Linked DNA regions of Mus musculus: all the other regions are linked to region 3. The links are chromatin contacts, called in public Hi-C and promoter capture Hi-C maps. All regions are on one chromosome and are shown on one strand. The core of a region is the stretch at or near the end of the contact, and the rest is flanking DNA. Distances in the headings are between cores, read along the strand shown. Region 1 has its middle 5.2 kb from the start of Gm31385. Region 2 holds the start of Snx12 (sorting nexin 12). Region 3 holds the start of Kif4 (kinesin family member 4). Region 4 holds the start of Nono (non-POU-domain-containing, octamer binding protein).

Region 1 (3,366 bases), core at 240-2,739, 710 kb after region 3:
TTTCAGTTAAGATACTTTTCAAGCCTGGTGTGGTGGCACATACCTTAAATCCCATCACTCAGGAGGCTGAGACAGGCTGCTCTCTGTGAGAGGCCAACCTGGTTTACAAAGTGAATTCCAGGACATTGAGAGCTGTGCAATAAAGAAAACCATGTCTCAAAAAATGTTTCTTTTGGTTTTTCAAGACAGGCTTTCTCTGTGTAGCCCTAGCTGTCCTAGAACCCTCTGTAGACCATGCTGGCTTGGAACTCAAGAGATCCACCTGCTTCTGCCCCCACCCCTCAGTACTGGGATTAAAGGCGTACGCAGGCGCAGCTCAAAAAGACCCCCCCTTCCCTTTTGAGATAGGGTATCTCCATATTGCCCAGGGTTTCCTGGAAATATGTGGACCAGACTAGCCTCAAACTCACCAAGATCCTCCTGCCTCAGCTTCCTGAGTGCCGAGATTAAAGGTATGGGCTACCAAGCTTGGCAAGGGAACAAGAAAACTTCCCAAGTAATGTTTGTGGGTCACCTCATAAACAACAACACATTTTACACAGATTGACATATTTTATCTTGTAAATTGTAAAGTTTTAAGATTTCTGATCCTGAATTTACATTGAACCTATTCAAGGAACTTAATCAAATCAACTTTTCCAAACTAGAGAGGGCTCAGGCATTGGACCTCACTCACTACCTGGAGCTAAGCCTGGCATGGACCTTTAGGGATTAAGAGTGGTGGGCAGTGAGCAGGGTGTGGTGGCGCACGCCTTTGATCCCAGCACTTGGGAGGCAGAGGCAGGAGAATTTCTGAGTTCGAGGCCAGCCTGGTCTACAGAGTGAGTTCCAGGACAGCCAGGGCTACACGGAGAAACATTGTCTCGAAAAACCAAAAAAAAAAAGGTGGTGGGCAGAATCGGCCTCCCTTCCTGGTCTCCCAAGCCTGTCAAGACCCGGGTGGGTGCTTTTATTTTGTCAAGTGCTGCCCTCCTGTAGTTCCTCCAACCACTCTAGCCCAGGCTTCGTCCACCCCTTTTCAGGCTTGCAGAGGGGGAAAAAAGCCCAGGGAAGACCCCGCCCTTTCCCAGAGCTGTACGATGTGTTTAGAATATGGCTGATAACTAAGACAAATGTGCTTGCGAACTGGAAAAAAAACAACTTGGAATCCTGACAGCTTTCTGAAAATCCGGCCCCATGATGGCCGTCCCTACTCTTTCTTAGCTAGTCTTTCGTTTTAGTGCTCAAAAGTGGCCATGTGACCTTGACGGCAAACGCCATCTTCCTGCCAGGGGGCCCTGCGCGCGTCCGTAGCCTTGGCCGCCGCCAGCGCCCAAGCTTTTCGGATCTCAGCAGCTTTAGACCGCCTCCCAAGACCCCTTTTCCGGTCTGCGAGGCCTGAGAGACTCTCAGATCATTGGTGGAGAAAGTATGATTGACACCATCCCTGTCTAATGACTGGCTACCTCTTTTCCCGGCTCTGATGACTAGTTCCGCTTCCTTTCCCCGAGTCTTTTTGATGACTCATCCCTCTGTCTGCGCTGCGCAAAGTGGCCTTTCCCGGCCCCGCCCCTGCTGCCCGCCACCCTCCGCCCCCGCCAAAGAGAAGGAGCTTCGGGAATTTTATCTGAAGGCGCGCGCGCGCCCGCGCGCCCCCCTTCTCCGCCCCGCCCCCCGCCGCCGCCGCCAGCGTGCGCGCGTGCGTGTGTGTGTGCGTGTGCCTGTATGTGTGTGTGTGTGTGTGTGTGCCTATGTGTGTGTGTGTGCCTATGTGTGTGTGTGTGTGTGTGTGTACTTGAAGCTAAAACACTTATTTCCGCACAGGAAGGAGTCTCATTTCCATATAAGGAGCTTAACCCCTCACTGTCCTTTGAGGTTTCTGTCTTACTTGTTGGAGGCCGGGGAAGGAAAAATGATTGGGAGGGGGACTGCCTCGGCTTCCACTTCAGCCCCAGATCACAGGGGGCTGCCTTTGCTCCAGCTGCCAGCCACTCTGAGGGAGGAGCCTGGAAAGGTGGAGTTAGGTGGAGGCTTTCGGATCATTCTGTAGGTCTCTGGGGACATACGTGTCAATCATATAGGACAACCTTAACAAAGATTGTAATCCTAAAGAGGAATCCAGCCTTCGGTAGATAATGGAGAAAACAGAGAGCCCAGGCAGAGCGAAGAAGCTGCTGGATTCAGATGAAAGGATGGATGTCTACCTGAGCCAGGGGCCCTATGTCATCCATGCTCCTGCGTGCCCTTACAGCATGTTTTCCCCGACTGGGTTAAATGAAGCCAGAAGCTGTGTAAAGGGAGCTGGCTACACTTGTCTCCTTTAGGCTGCTTCCTGTAGTCTCGTTTTGCTTCTTCATGCTCAGACATCACTTCTCCGCCAAGTTTCTTATCCCACAGGTAAAGCTGCCTGAAAGTAGCAGTGTAGCCTAGGGTTTCATAGGCTCTGTGTGCAGTAAACACCCATAAGCCTGAGTATTGCATCAAAGAATGGAGATTTCCGAACCACATACACTGAGGTGTGGTGGTTAGGAGGGGGCTGAGTTTTTATCTTCCATCTCTAGTTCTCCCTGTAGAGGTCCCCTGGCTGAATCCCACCCACCGTTCATTTGCATTGTCCAGGCTCGACCCTCTACCTTCTGCATGGAATAGCCAAGGAACAGGAAAGAGGCAACATGTGTTTTGCCCATGCTGGGGTAAAGGGTCAGTGCAGACACAAATCCTCCTTGGCTTTTGTTTCCGATTTTGACCATTTCAAGAATCAGCACACGAATGGTGGAAATTTAGACTTTTCCCATTGCGCTGATAGGCTGTGTGATCCTCTGCCGGGATGCTGGGCTGTGGTATAATCCCCCTGGCAACTGGAATATTCTACTAGGAGACGTGTACCCTTGCCTAATGCTATCAACTGCTTCCAGTTTCTCCTCTTTATTATAAAGCGTTTCTCCACTCACTGCCTTGCCTTTGTTAATTTACCCACGGTACCTGCTCTGATGGTCAAAGACAACCAGGGCTGAGTGACACTGAAGATGTAGAAGGTTAACACATGATGGATAAGAGAATGGGGAGCAGGCAAGTGTGAAAAACAGGCAGTCACAATGTTTTATACTGTCCACATATCTGGGAGTAGCGCTAGTGGGGAGGGGCGGTAATCACAGTAAGTATAATGATTGTGGTACTTGTCAGTCTTAGATGTTTCTAGGCAGATTGGGAACTGCAAGGCCATTGGCTTTCAACTGTAAGAATTCCTAGAGGATGTTGCATTTGTTTTAAATATTTACTAATTTGTGTGTATGCTCACATGCATGCGTGTGTGTATGTGTGTGTGTGTGCGTGCATGCATGCCATTGCACAGATGTGGAGGTCAGAGGACACCTTTAGAGAGTTCGA
Region 2 (3,394 bases), core at 752-3,251, 600 kb after region 3:
TTTTTTAAAAAAGGTATACAAAAAAATAAAACCTAGATGGGCAAAGTGACACATGCCTTTAATCCTAGCATGTGGGAGGCAGAGGTTGGTGGATCTCTGAGTTTGAGGCCAGCCTGATCTACAAAGCAAGTTCCAGGACAGCCAGGGCTACACAGAGAAACTTGGTATCAAAAAAAAATTTTTTTTAAAGAAACTAAAACCTAGTTTGGGCTTGGCCCATAGTAGGGACTAGTTGGATGGTCTCTGTTATCAGAATTCCTAGAGAACTATTTCCTTACTAATCCCTAAGGTTCTTATGCACCTAGACAAGGTGAACAGACCCTAAAGGCACTCTTTACACTGAACAAGTTAGACTTAGGGTCCCTTGAGTAGTCAAGCCTTCCTCCATGATCACCTCTCTTCTATCAGTTTGAAGAAGATAAATCCCATCCTTCTCCAAAGAGAACATTTCAAATAGTCTAGCCTCCATAAAAACAGTTGTGCTTCATGCTGTGATGGCTTTCTGCCCCCTCTCAATTGAGAGGGTGCCATTGCTCCATAAGATTGTCAGGCACAGGTAGAACAAACATTCTTAATTCAATTCATCTTTTTAAAAAAATGAGAACTTCATATGACTCATAGATCTTCAAAGCTATTCAAAAGAGATACTGTTCGAAAAGAATATCCTGCATCTCTAACCTGAGAAGAAAACACAAGTAAAAAAGAAAAAATGGTTCTTAAATTTTTTTAATCTGTACCATTTCAACTGGGCAAAAAAAAAAAAAATACCTGTGAACCATGTACTATATCTTGCACTGTGGACTAAGCACTGTGGAGTAAGAGAATAAAGTCCCCTGGGGTGCAGACTAGAAGAAGCCATTCCTGGAGCCCTTCTGAAATGTCATGTATTAAAGTAACTACAGATTAGGGGAAGACAAGGCAAATGCTGCCTTTCCCATAAACCCTAAGTGAACGCCAATAAAACCTGAAGTCACCATTGTGGATACTTCACATCTAAAGGCTTAGCAGAGGATGGGAGCAGCAGCTGACAATCCCCAATCCCGGTGCAGGGCCGGGTTTCACGTGAGACATGACATTGTGGTACCTAAGAAACTTAAGCATAAAACAGTTCTCTCTTGCAGATGTCAATCTTACACAAGTCAGCAAAGCATTCTGTCTGCAAATTGCTTTTCTACTGCTCCCATAAGCCCACTGTCTCCCTTTCCTTCACTCACTCTTGCCTTGAACTAAAGGTTTTGCTTAACTCCATCATCCCAGAGAGATCTTATTAGGAAGAAGCTGAGCCCTCCTGCCCTCCCCCCTTTAGAATGGCTTCCCATAACCTAGTTTAGTTATAGAACCCAGCGATACATCGCCTTGGCTTTCCATCCCCCAGCCTTCTTCCATCCTCCCCTCCCGTCCTGTCAATCATGTTCTAGTCTACTTGGATTCCTCACTAATCTTTGTCCATCGTCCACACCCTGTCCAGCCATGCCTCACTTCTTCCTTGTAAGTACTTGTTTTCCTTCATCCCCGCCCCAAGTCCCCTCTGGACTTTTCTGTACCCTCGGGCCACAGCTGAGTCTGCAGCCTCCTCTCCAAACCTTCCAAGCCCTAACCCTCACATGACCCCTCCAAGGCGGCCCGCCGTTAGTCGTCCCCATGCCCCCTCCCCTCCTGCTCCGTCCTCCCTCAGCTGTCTCCCTCACCCCGTGACTCACCCGCATGCGAACCTCATAGGTGGTGAAGCGCGCGCGGCCCACGCCCACCGTCTGTGGATTAAAGATGTCTATCTCCAGGAAGTTACTGGGCGGCCCGTAAGCGTCGGTCAGGTCTTGGGGCTTCGAGTTAAGGCGCCTAGTGTCAGCCACTGCGGTGTCCGACATCTTTCCGAAGAAGAGCCCGGTACCGGCGAAGGGGGTGGGGGACAGAGGCCTGAGGCAAGAGCGCGCACAGCCCCTCCCGCTTGCAAAATAACCAGCCAACCCCCAGACGACGGCGGCGCGCACGCGCGCACGCATGCGCGCACGCACACACCGCCCGAGCCTCGGGCCCTTCACTCTGAATAGTTGCCATGCAGACTAGGGCTGGTACTCTATAATGCAAGCGTCATTCAGACTTCCGGGTGGTACTGGTAGCAGCCCCGGAACCTGCATCTCCAATACTCACTGCCCCAGTAGTTTGAGAAGCACCACACGCATGCTCCTCCAATCTGTGTCCCTCAACCCAAGAAATTGGCTCACCCCGTGCATCAATCAAGCAGTGGGCACTGCCCCACAAGCTATTATCCTAAGGTGATAGGCCGAAACCCCAGGTCCTTAAGTCCGGATTTTCCCTGAAAATAGAATGGTTTCTGGAAGGTGGGGTTCCAACAATAATAGAAAAAACGTAGACTGCAGGCTTACTACTTGTGCCACTGATAGTTTCAATTCAAGCTACACGCAAGTGTAAGCAATACATTGTGGTGCCCGGGAATCAGTAAACACGAATTGCGTAAACAATAAAGATTTCATGTTCTCACTTTTCAGGAATAGTGGGTGTATCTTCATGCCCCACATGTTGCTACATAACAACTAATTCCAGGCATATTCATTTCTTAACAAATTTCAGGATCTTTACTTCATAACTTCTGTCTATATGCTGCAGAACCCGCACTTGGCTATGCTGTGAGCTTGTTTGCAACCTCTCATGAAAGTATGTGTCTGCATGAGAACATCTACAGAAGAACATATTTACATACGTGTAAAATGTATTTGCACATGTTATGTACATACTAAGACAAAGTCTTACATTTATCCTAACTGTCCAGGCTTCCCTTGAACTTGTGGCAGTGCTCCTGCCAAGCCCTCTGGGTTTCAGTGTCACCATGGCCAGCTAGGAATTTTTGTGGTTCTTATGTAGTTTTGAGACACTGTCTCATGAACCCCAGGCTGCTTTCAAACTTGCTTTATAGCAGAGAATGACCTTGAAATCGGACCCTTCGGCCTGTCTCTCCCAAATGCTGTTTTGTGCAGTGCTATGGATCAAATCCAGGCTCTACAAAATCAGCTATATCTGTAGTCCTTAAACATACATTTTGGGGGGGGGGAGTTCAAGACAGGGTTTCTCTGTGTAGCCCTGGCTGTCCTGGAACTCACTCTGTAGACCAGGTTGGCCTTGAACTCAGAAATCCACCTGCCTCTGCCTCCCGAGTGCTGGGATTAAAGGTGTGCGTCACCACGCCCGGCTAAACATACATTTTTTAAAACTAATTTATATATATCCCTTCATTTTGTAAATTATTTATTATCATTTTAACTTTTAAATAAGTATTTTTGATGTGTCTGCATATTTTGCCTGCGGGTGTGTCCATGCACCAAGTGCATGAAGTGCCTTAGGAGGCCAAAAGAGGATGTCAGATCCTCTGGAACTGGAG
Region 3 (3,329 bases), core at 597-3,096:
TGCCTATCTCTGCCTCCCATGTGCTGGGACTAAGGTCCTATGTCACCATTGTCTGCCTTGACTTTATAGATTGTTACCTACTCCTAATCTTCCCCCTTCTGCCTCTCGAGTTCTCAGAGTACTGACATGCCCACATGCCCCAGCATACTGGCCCCAAGTACAGTTCTCAAAGGGAAAGGCTGAATTTCCATTATGTCTATCCTATGACTCCAGCGGGTCATCCATTTTTTTATCTGCTGGGCCACCAGTGCACTTTAATATGATAACAAAGTAGCTAGCCATACAGCCTATCATACACACACATTCACACAGACCTTGGAGATGAAGATGCCTAGCTGCGAGGCCTTTCCTCCTCGGATGTTAAATCCCAACTGAAAGACAAAAGGACACAGGATGCAGACTCAGCAGAGACATAAGAACAGGGACATCTATGTACTCAGAAGAAAAGGAGATGCTGTAGAAGTGCCACCTCTGCTTTTCTGGTCACCTACCTCCCAATCCACATCCACACCCCAACCATGGCCAATTTCTGGCATGGACCAAACGTTACTGGAATAAGAGCCCCTATAAGTTTACCTGAGCACCAGGAGGCTTCTTCAGTGTAACAATTCGGGGCAGAAACTGGGTCAACTCATTGTTGTAGTCTGGGTGGTACACTCTCTGCAAGATACAGCAATCCCCGAAATCTTATTCCCAGTCTTAGATGTGTTACATCTACCTTCTTTTAGAATACCAATAAACCAGATATATGTCAGGAATTGGTAAAGCCATTGACTCAGTTTACAAAGCACAGATAAAACAGTCCAGAGGAGTGGCTGTTTAGTCTCGGGACATGTTAGTGGCCCTATAGATCCCTAGTCCTTTCTTATTGACAGGATGGAAATTAAGGCTCTGAATTTTCAGAATTCACCAGTGTGAAGGGTTCTGGCATGGTGATTCTGCAAGAAGTCACCAGTGGGTCACTGTTGCTCAGAATTCACCTAAGATCCACTCTCCACTGAGTTTCCTAGCCCTGCTACTTTTTCTTTCATAGATCTCATGATTATTCAGGAATGCAGATGGCGCCCACCTCATGAGGAGGAATCCACGCTGGAGGGTTTTCATAGGCCGGCAGGAAAACCACAGGGTAGTCATCATAGGGAATCCGGTTGTCCATTTCAGGCAAAGCCCTGAAAAGGACGAATCAAAGGAAACGAAAATGATTTTAAAAAGGACCAAGCACTCTAAGTTCCAGAAAGCCTTCCAGCCGAGGGCCATTCCTTTATGGGACTAGCCCACAAGTAGGTGTTAAGATTGGGGAGGGGGGGTAGGGAGGAGAGGCAGGCTACAAAACAAAATAACAAAAACAAAAGACAAAAAAATTAATTTTTTAAGCACTCTAATGGCATGTTTGCATTTCTCACAATTCTACAAAAAACAATAGGTGTCACCACTTCCAACCTAGGAAAAGAGAATCTACACATCTACAAAGATCTACTTTAAAACAGCAAGGGAGTGCCAACTCTTAACTATCCCATAGGGATTGGGGCCAGACACAATCTCTAGAGGTGCTTAGTAAACGTGGTGTCCACAGACGGGTTCCGTCTACACGGGCTACCTTCTAGATCCAGGTCCTGCAACCCGCCCGAATCCCGCGCTCGCGACCACTTAACTCAGGGCCACCTCACCGGTAAGAAGGCCTCGGTCAGCGACAGCCAATTCGGCGTCGGAACCGGAAGCGGATGCTCCTACCACCCTGCCGGGGCGGAGCTCTCTTTGGGCGAGCCAGAGCTCCAGCCTCCTTGCGCGTCACGGTGTGCGTGCTCAAGTTCGTCTGCTTCTCACAGGCTGTACGCGCTCCGATTGGCTGGCGCCTCTGGGATCAATTTGAAACTTGGCGGTTAAAGCTCCGGTTGGAACAGGGCGCCAGGGAAGGTCGGTGAGAGGGACGTTTAGTTTGGTGAGTTACCCGGGCACCGCGTTAGCTCCGATTCTGCGCTTTGGAGCACTTTAGGGCTTGGGGTCGCGGTTGCTGTCTCTGCTGGAGTTTCCTTATTGCTGACGCCGCTTCGCCCTGCAGTATTGGGACTGACAAACCTTTAGGCGGTGGCCAAGAGTGACAGGACACCGTGATCCCGCTGGGAGGGAGAGTGCATCAGCGAGTTCCGAGCTCTCCCACCGCCTGAGAAGGGCCTTTCCACTCCTGCCAGCCTCCGGGGGCTCCTGGGAGAGCCGGCTTCACCCAGCACGGACACCTGCTGAGCTGGTACCATGAAAGAAGAGGTGAAGGGGATTCCCGTAAGAGTGGCACTGCGTTGTCGCCCCCTCGTCTCGAAAGAGATTAAGGAGGGCTGCCAGACGTGCCTTTCCTTTGTGCCCGGAGAGCCTCAGGTGGGTAGTCGAGTCTGGAGTGGCTTCCTCCACAGCTGAGGCTGAAAGGAGCGAGGGGCGTGGTCAGGCATTTTTTTTTTAATCCTTCCCCATCCTTGTCTCTTGCCTCTTGCAGGTGGTGGTTGGTAATGATAAATCATTTACCTACGATTTTGTGTTTGACCCCTCTACTGAACAGGAAGAGGTCTTTAATACAGCAGTAGCTCCACTCATAAAAGGCGTGTTTAAAGGTGAGGCTGTCTAATTCACTGGGCGTTTGTGTGTGTGTGGGTGGGTCATATAGGCACTACAAATAAGAGGAATGGATGAAACAGACTTCTGCCTTTAAAAACAGCCCACAGCCTAGTAACACATCCAGTTTATCTTTGACCTAGACATATTTTGTTGTCTTGGGACCTCACAGAGAACCTTTCATTTCAGCACTTGGGAGGCAAAGACTGATGTAGAAGCCATGGAGGGATGTTCCTTACTGGCTTCCTTCCCCTGGCTTGCTCAGCCTGTTCTCTTATAGAACCCAAGACTACCAGCCCAGGGATGGTCCCACCCACAAGGGGCCTTTCCCCCTTGATCACTAATTGAGAAAATGCCTTACAGTTGGATCTCATGGAGGTATTTCCTCAACTGAAGGTCCTTACTCTGTGATAACTCCAGCTGTGTCAAGTTGACACAAAACTAGCCAGTACAACCACCCTCCTTGATTTGGCTTATGCTGTGCTGGAAAGCAAACGCATGGCTTTGTGTATGCTAGACAAGTACTTTGCCAAGTGAGCTATAGGCCCAGACTTTATTGTAAAACTTGAAAACACTGTAGTTATAGTAGTTATAGAAATGTTGCAAGAACAGCATAAAGATGCCATTTTTTTCATAGAATCATTGGTAATAAGTTGTTGATGTTATGATCCCTGAATACTTTACCATATATTTCCAGTAAGCGTCATGACATAGCCATCATAATCACA
Region 4 (3,364 bases), core at 184-2,683, 800 kb after region 3:
TTGCTACTCACTGTGTAGTCCAGGGTGGCCTTCTGGGCAAGGAGGCTCCTTTTTCAGCCTCCTGAGTACAGAAGTTAAAGGCTTAATCATTTCTGTTTGATTGTGACAGTCATACGTAGTAAACAGCTGTCATAATTGGATAGTGGATATAGGAGATCAGTAGTAGGGCTGAAACTTCATACTGAAGGGCATTATCTGATCTTGATCCCCCCCATTTTCTTTTTTCATAATAATGTGCTATCTTATCTCAAAGAATTTGGGAACCATTGGGATAAATATACCCACTATAGTAAGTTGTAGCCATATGTTGATGCACACGCACACGCAAACGGGGTGGATTGGGTAGAATATAGCTAGTCTCTACTACTGTATTGAATGGTGCCACAGAACCTTCCCAACATTGTAAGAGGCTTATTAGACAGCACAGTTCCATATCATTGTATCCCCATACAAGGTATAGGTAATGCCTATTGAGATAATCTGCCATCAGGAGTATGAATTAATTACTGAGGATTAACTACTGGTGCCTATCTATTGAACCTTGTAATCCTTGGTTAACCGCCTGGGAGAGCTAGGCATTATGGAATAACGAAGGTTATTATTACCTGATAGGCCTCCTATGGGATAAAGAGTAGGTCTGATGTGAAGACCTCCAACATACTGGTTCAGGCACCGCCGACCAACCTGTTGAGTCTCTCTGCGATGGGAACCTTAGTCTGTTTGGCCTATCGGGTTCTCTGGTTACTATGGAAATGGTGCTAGTCACAGTTCTGGGTAATCACTGAGCTTAAAGTGTCAAAATCGTTTGCCCTCCTGCCTGTTTCTACAATCATGTCCATTTCAGTTACACTTCCCAAACATACCCAGCACTGAGAAAGGAAACTAAAACTGTATAGGGTGTCAGGGTAGACGCTTTGAGGAAGTGTGGAAAAAAAGAAACATGGCGGGGCACATTTTTTTTTTTCAGTAGCAAACGGCTAGCTCTACCACATAGAATACAATGACATTGTTAGTCTTAATTTTGCACAGGCGCAGTGCATAAATTCTCAGCACACGCCTACGTGCACATTTTCCCCCCTTTTCGCTCCGATCTTCCTCTCGCACAAGTTCTCTTCTCTCCTCCTCCCACCGCTAGGTTTTCAGTCCTTCCGTAGGGCCGGGTGAGCCTCTCCTTCCGACCCCCTACCTTCCACTGCTGGCTCCCCCTCCCCCTTCCTTTTCCGTCTTGTGCTCGGCGCCTCTAGTGCATGCGCATAAGCTACGAAGCCTCGCTCTTTGTCCCCATCTGTCGTTCACACGAACCCAAGGCTTTGACAGTCGGTAGCCAATAAACGTTAAGAAATGGCGGACTAATGAGACTTTCTCGGGAGATAAACTTTGACTGGCAGTTCACATAGCCAATCGGGAATCCAAAATTGACCCCCCCCCCCCTCGGGAGGTACCGAGCTCCGTCGGCTCGTTTCCGGCGGTCGCGCGCTCTTTTCTCGGGACGGTGGAGGCCGTGCAGCGTCGCCCATACTCCGAGCAAAGAACTGTGGCCAGAGGGTGAGTTTGGGGATGGCTCTTTGGTTGCTTAGGGATGCGGTGGGGCTTCCTGCGACACTCTGGAAAGGGAGGGGTTGGGGCGAGGCCGAGTTTGCACACGGGCTATGGGTTCCGAAGGCCCGGGAGGCCTTTCCCCCTCCGCACAAGGCCTTCGCAGCCCACCCATGGGGGCCAGAGCGCTCCCTGCTCCCCGCCGCGGGCATTAGCCAATGCTTTTCTTGCTTCCTTGCCCAGACTCTTTGTGCTGCTCACCCCCAATTTTAGTGGCCCTAAGTTGTTGGCTTCTTGAACGCCCTGGGCCACAGGGTGTGGGGTCTATTATACTAAGGCCCTGAAGTCGAGGTTAGAGGAGGAGGCGCTTTGCTTTGTCGGATGCTCCTCCCTAGCCTTTCAAGGCCATTAATTCCTAGAGGGCCTGTGGGGCCCCTGGAGCTATGGATTTTTTGTTGTTGTTGTTTTGTTATTTGAAACGAAAGTGGGAAGTTTGCTAGTTCAGACCCCTTGGCTTTTGGTGCTAAGTTCATGAAACACCCTCCACCCCACCCTTGCACGCGCGCGCGCGCGCGCCTTTTTTCCGAACCCCTTGCTCCTTAAGCTTTTCCTAGGCATTTGTAGGCATCGCTTTTCTAAATTAAAAAAAAATGTTGCTTTCTGTGGCATTACTTTCGAGTATTTTTCACTTTGCGGACGTCTTACTGTAAGCTGACACCTTTCTTTGTGTTTTTAACAGCAGTCGAGGTTAGTGAGGACTGCGAGGCAGACACTTTGCTGTGTTCAAATCCAAGTCAAGGTAGGTGCAGGAGGTAGGGTCATCAGGTAAAGTGCAGGATGCTTAACTAATACAGATTTTACAGATGAGAAATTAATTTGGGGGGCACTTTTCATGTTATTTAAGCTAAACCGTTTTTAGAATCTGAAACTAAAATGTGACTGAGTGGTGTGGGTTTTTTTTTTTGTTGTTGTTTTGTTTTTATAACCCCTAATTATGGCTGTTCTAATAGGGGTTAGTGCTTAAATTTATGTTTGTCCACTTCATTGTTTTTTAAATAAAAAGTCCTAAGAAACTCAGCCGCCTTTACCGTGATTGTATTCTACAGCTTTAACAGTCGCCCACCAGGCAACCATATCAGCCTAGCAAGTTCACACTGGATTTCTCTAGCAGTTTTTCATTTAGTAATTTGACTCTTCTAAAATTGAGAGGACCTTGATTTAGATTTCAGATACCTGTGATTAATATGGTCCTGAACATGTCTGCAGGTATATCACACACAGTAGCTATAGTCTCTTTCATTGTGGTTAATCTTAGGACGTGATAGGAGACAGAAATCCTAACTGCTGATCTCTGTAGTTAGGGTTTGGTAAGTTTATTTCTGCAAAATTATATTATTGCATTTAACATAGGAACATTTCTTTCATGCTTGGTACTTGCTGTGTATACAGTGGTAATTTAGATTCTTTGGGCAGTGCTAACCTTCCTTGGTAAATGGAAACTTATGGAGAAGACTACATGGAAGGGAAAGATTTTGAAATCTGTCACCATGGGGATTTTTATTCAAAAACAAATAAAATAAATTTGGTTGTTACACGTTATCCATGCACTCAGGAGGCAGAGGCAGGTGGATTTCTGAGTTCCAGGACAACCAAGGCTACACAGAGAAAGAGAGAAACCCTGTGTGTGGGGGGGGGGGGGAAGAAAGAAAGAAAACAAGTTCTCCATGGTCAGACATGGTGGCAGAGGCAGATGGACCTCTGAGAGTTAAAGGCCAACCTGGAGTACAGAGTTCCAGGACAGCTAAGGCTATGCTGCGAGATTGGGTCG

The links. Promoter capture Hi-C pulls out the DNA fragments that hold promoters and counts their contacts. Hi-C and Micro-C count contacts between places; a contact is called where the count stands out from the background.
Region 1: a Hi-C map of CD8 T cells shows a contact between it and region 3, with 4 times the contacts expected there. The contact joins the enhancer-like site here to the promoter of Kif4 in region 3. A contact is called at or near these places in 1 of 39 promoter capture datasets (cranial neural crest), 2 of 484 Hi-C or Micro-C datasets (CD8 T cells and muscle stem cells), 4 of 115 datasets of contacts at active chromatin or transcription factors (astrocytes, microglia, neural progenitor cells and 1 more) and 2 of 9 other capture datasets (adipose tissue and liver).
Region 2: a promoter capture Hi-C map of erythroid cells shows a contact between it and region 3, with 17 times the contacts expected there. The contact joins the promoter of Snx12 here to the promoter of Kif4 in region 3. A contact is called at or near these places in 1 of 39 promoter capture datasets (erythroid cells), 1 of 484 Hi-C or Micro-C datasets (LSK cells), 1 of 115 datasets of contacts at active chromatin or transcription factors (astrocytes) and 1 of 9 other capture datasets (adipose tissue).
Region 4: a contact with region 3 is called in a promoter capture Hi-C map of erythroid cells, with 73 times the contacts expected there. The contact joins the promoter of Nono here to the promoter of Kif4 in region 3. A contact is called at or near these places in 2 of 39 promoter capture datasets (erythroid cells and pre-B cells), 1 of 484 Hi-C or Micro-C datasets (CD8 T cells), 4 of 115 datasets of contacts at active chromatin or transcription factors (astrocytes, extraembryonic endoderm stem cells, microglia and 1 more) and 2 of 9 other capture datasets (adipose tissue and liver).

The regions. Positions count from the first base shown.
Region 1 is chrX:101,331,197-101,334,562 of GRCm38.p6, forward strand. No RefSeq gene overlaps it. Among named protein-coding and RNA genes, the nearest start is that of Gm31385, 5.2 kb to the right of the region's middle. Within about 2 kb of position 1,490, at least 396 of the 459 cell types and tissues checked have an H3K27ac peak or open chromatin away from gene starts, as enhancers often do. A contact at or near this core is called in CD8 T cells, adipose tissue, liver and 4 more, where this site is marked.
Region 2 is chrX:101,220,562-101,223,955 of GRCm38.p6, forward strand. Snx12 (sorting nexin 12) reads right to left here and starts at 2,002. Exons shown (of 5, transcript NM_018875.2): 1 at 1,701-2,002. The coding sequence starts at 1,865.
Region 3 is chrX:100,624,219-100,627,547 of GRCm38.p6, forward strand. It overlaps Kif4 (kinesin family member 4), which reads left to right and starts at 1,847. Exons shown (of 30, transcript NM_008446.2): 1 at 1,847-2,370; 2 at 2,486-2,600. The coding sequence starts at 2,251. It overlaps Pdzd11 (PDZ domain containing 11), which reads right to left and starts at 1,723. Exons shown (of 7, transcript NM_001356384.1): 1 at 1,668-1,723; 2 at 1,070-1,169; 3 at 577-660; 4 at 315-371. The coding sequence starts at 1,156.
Region 4 is chrX:101,428,218-101,431,581 of GRCm38.p6, forward strand. It overlaps Nono (non-POU-domain-containing, octamer binding protein), which reads left to right and starts at 1,434. Exons shown (of 12, transcript NM_023144.2): 1 at 1,434-1,545; 2 at 2,276-2,335.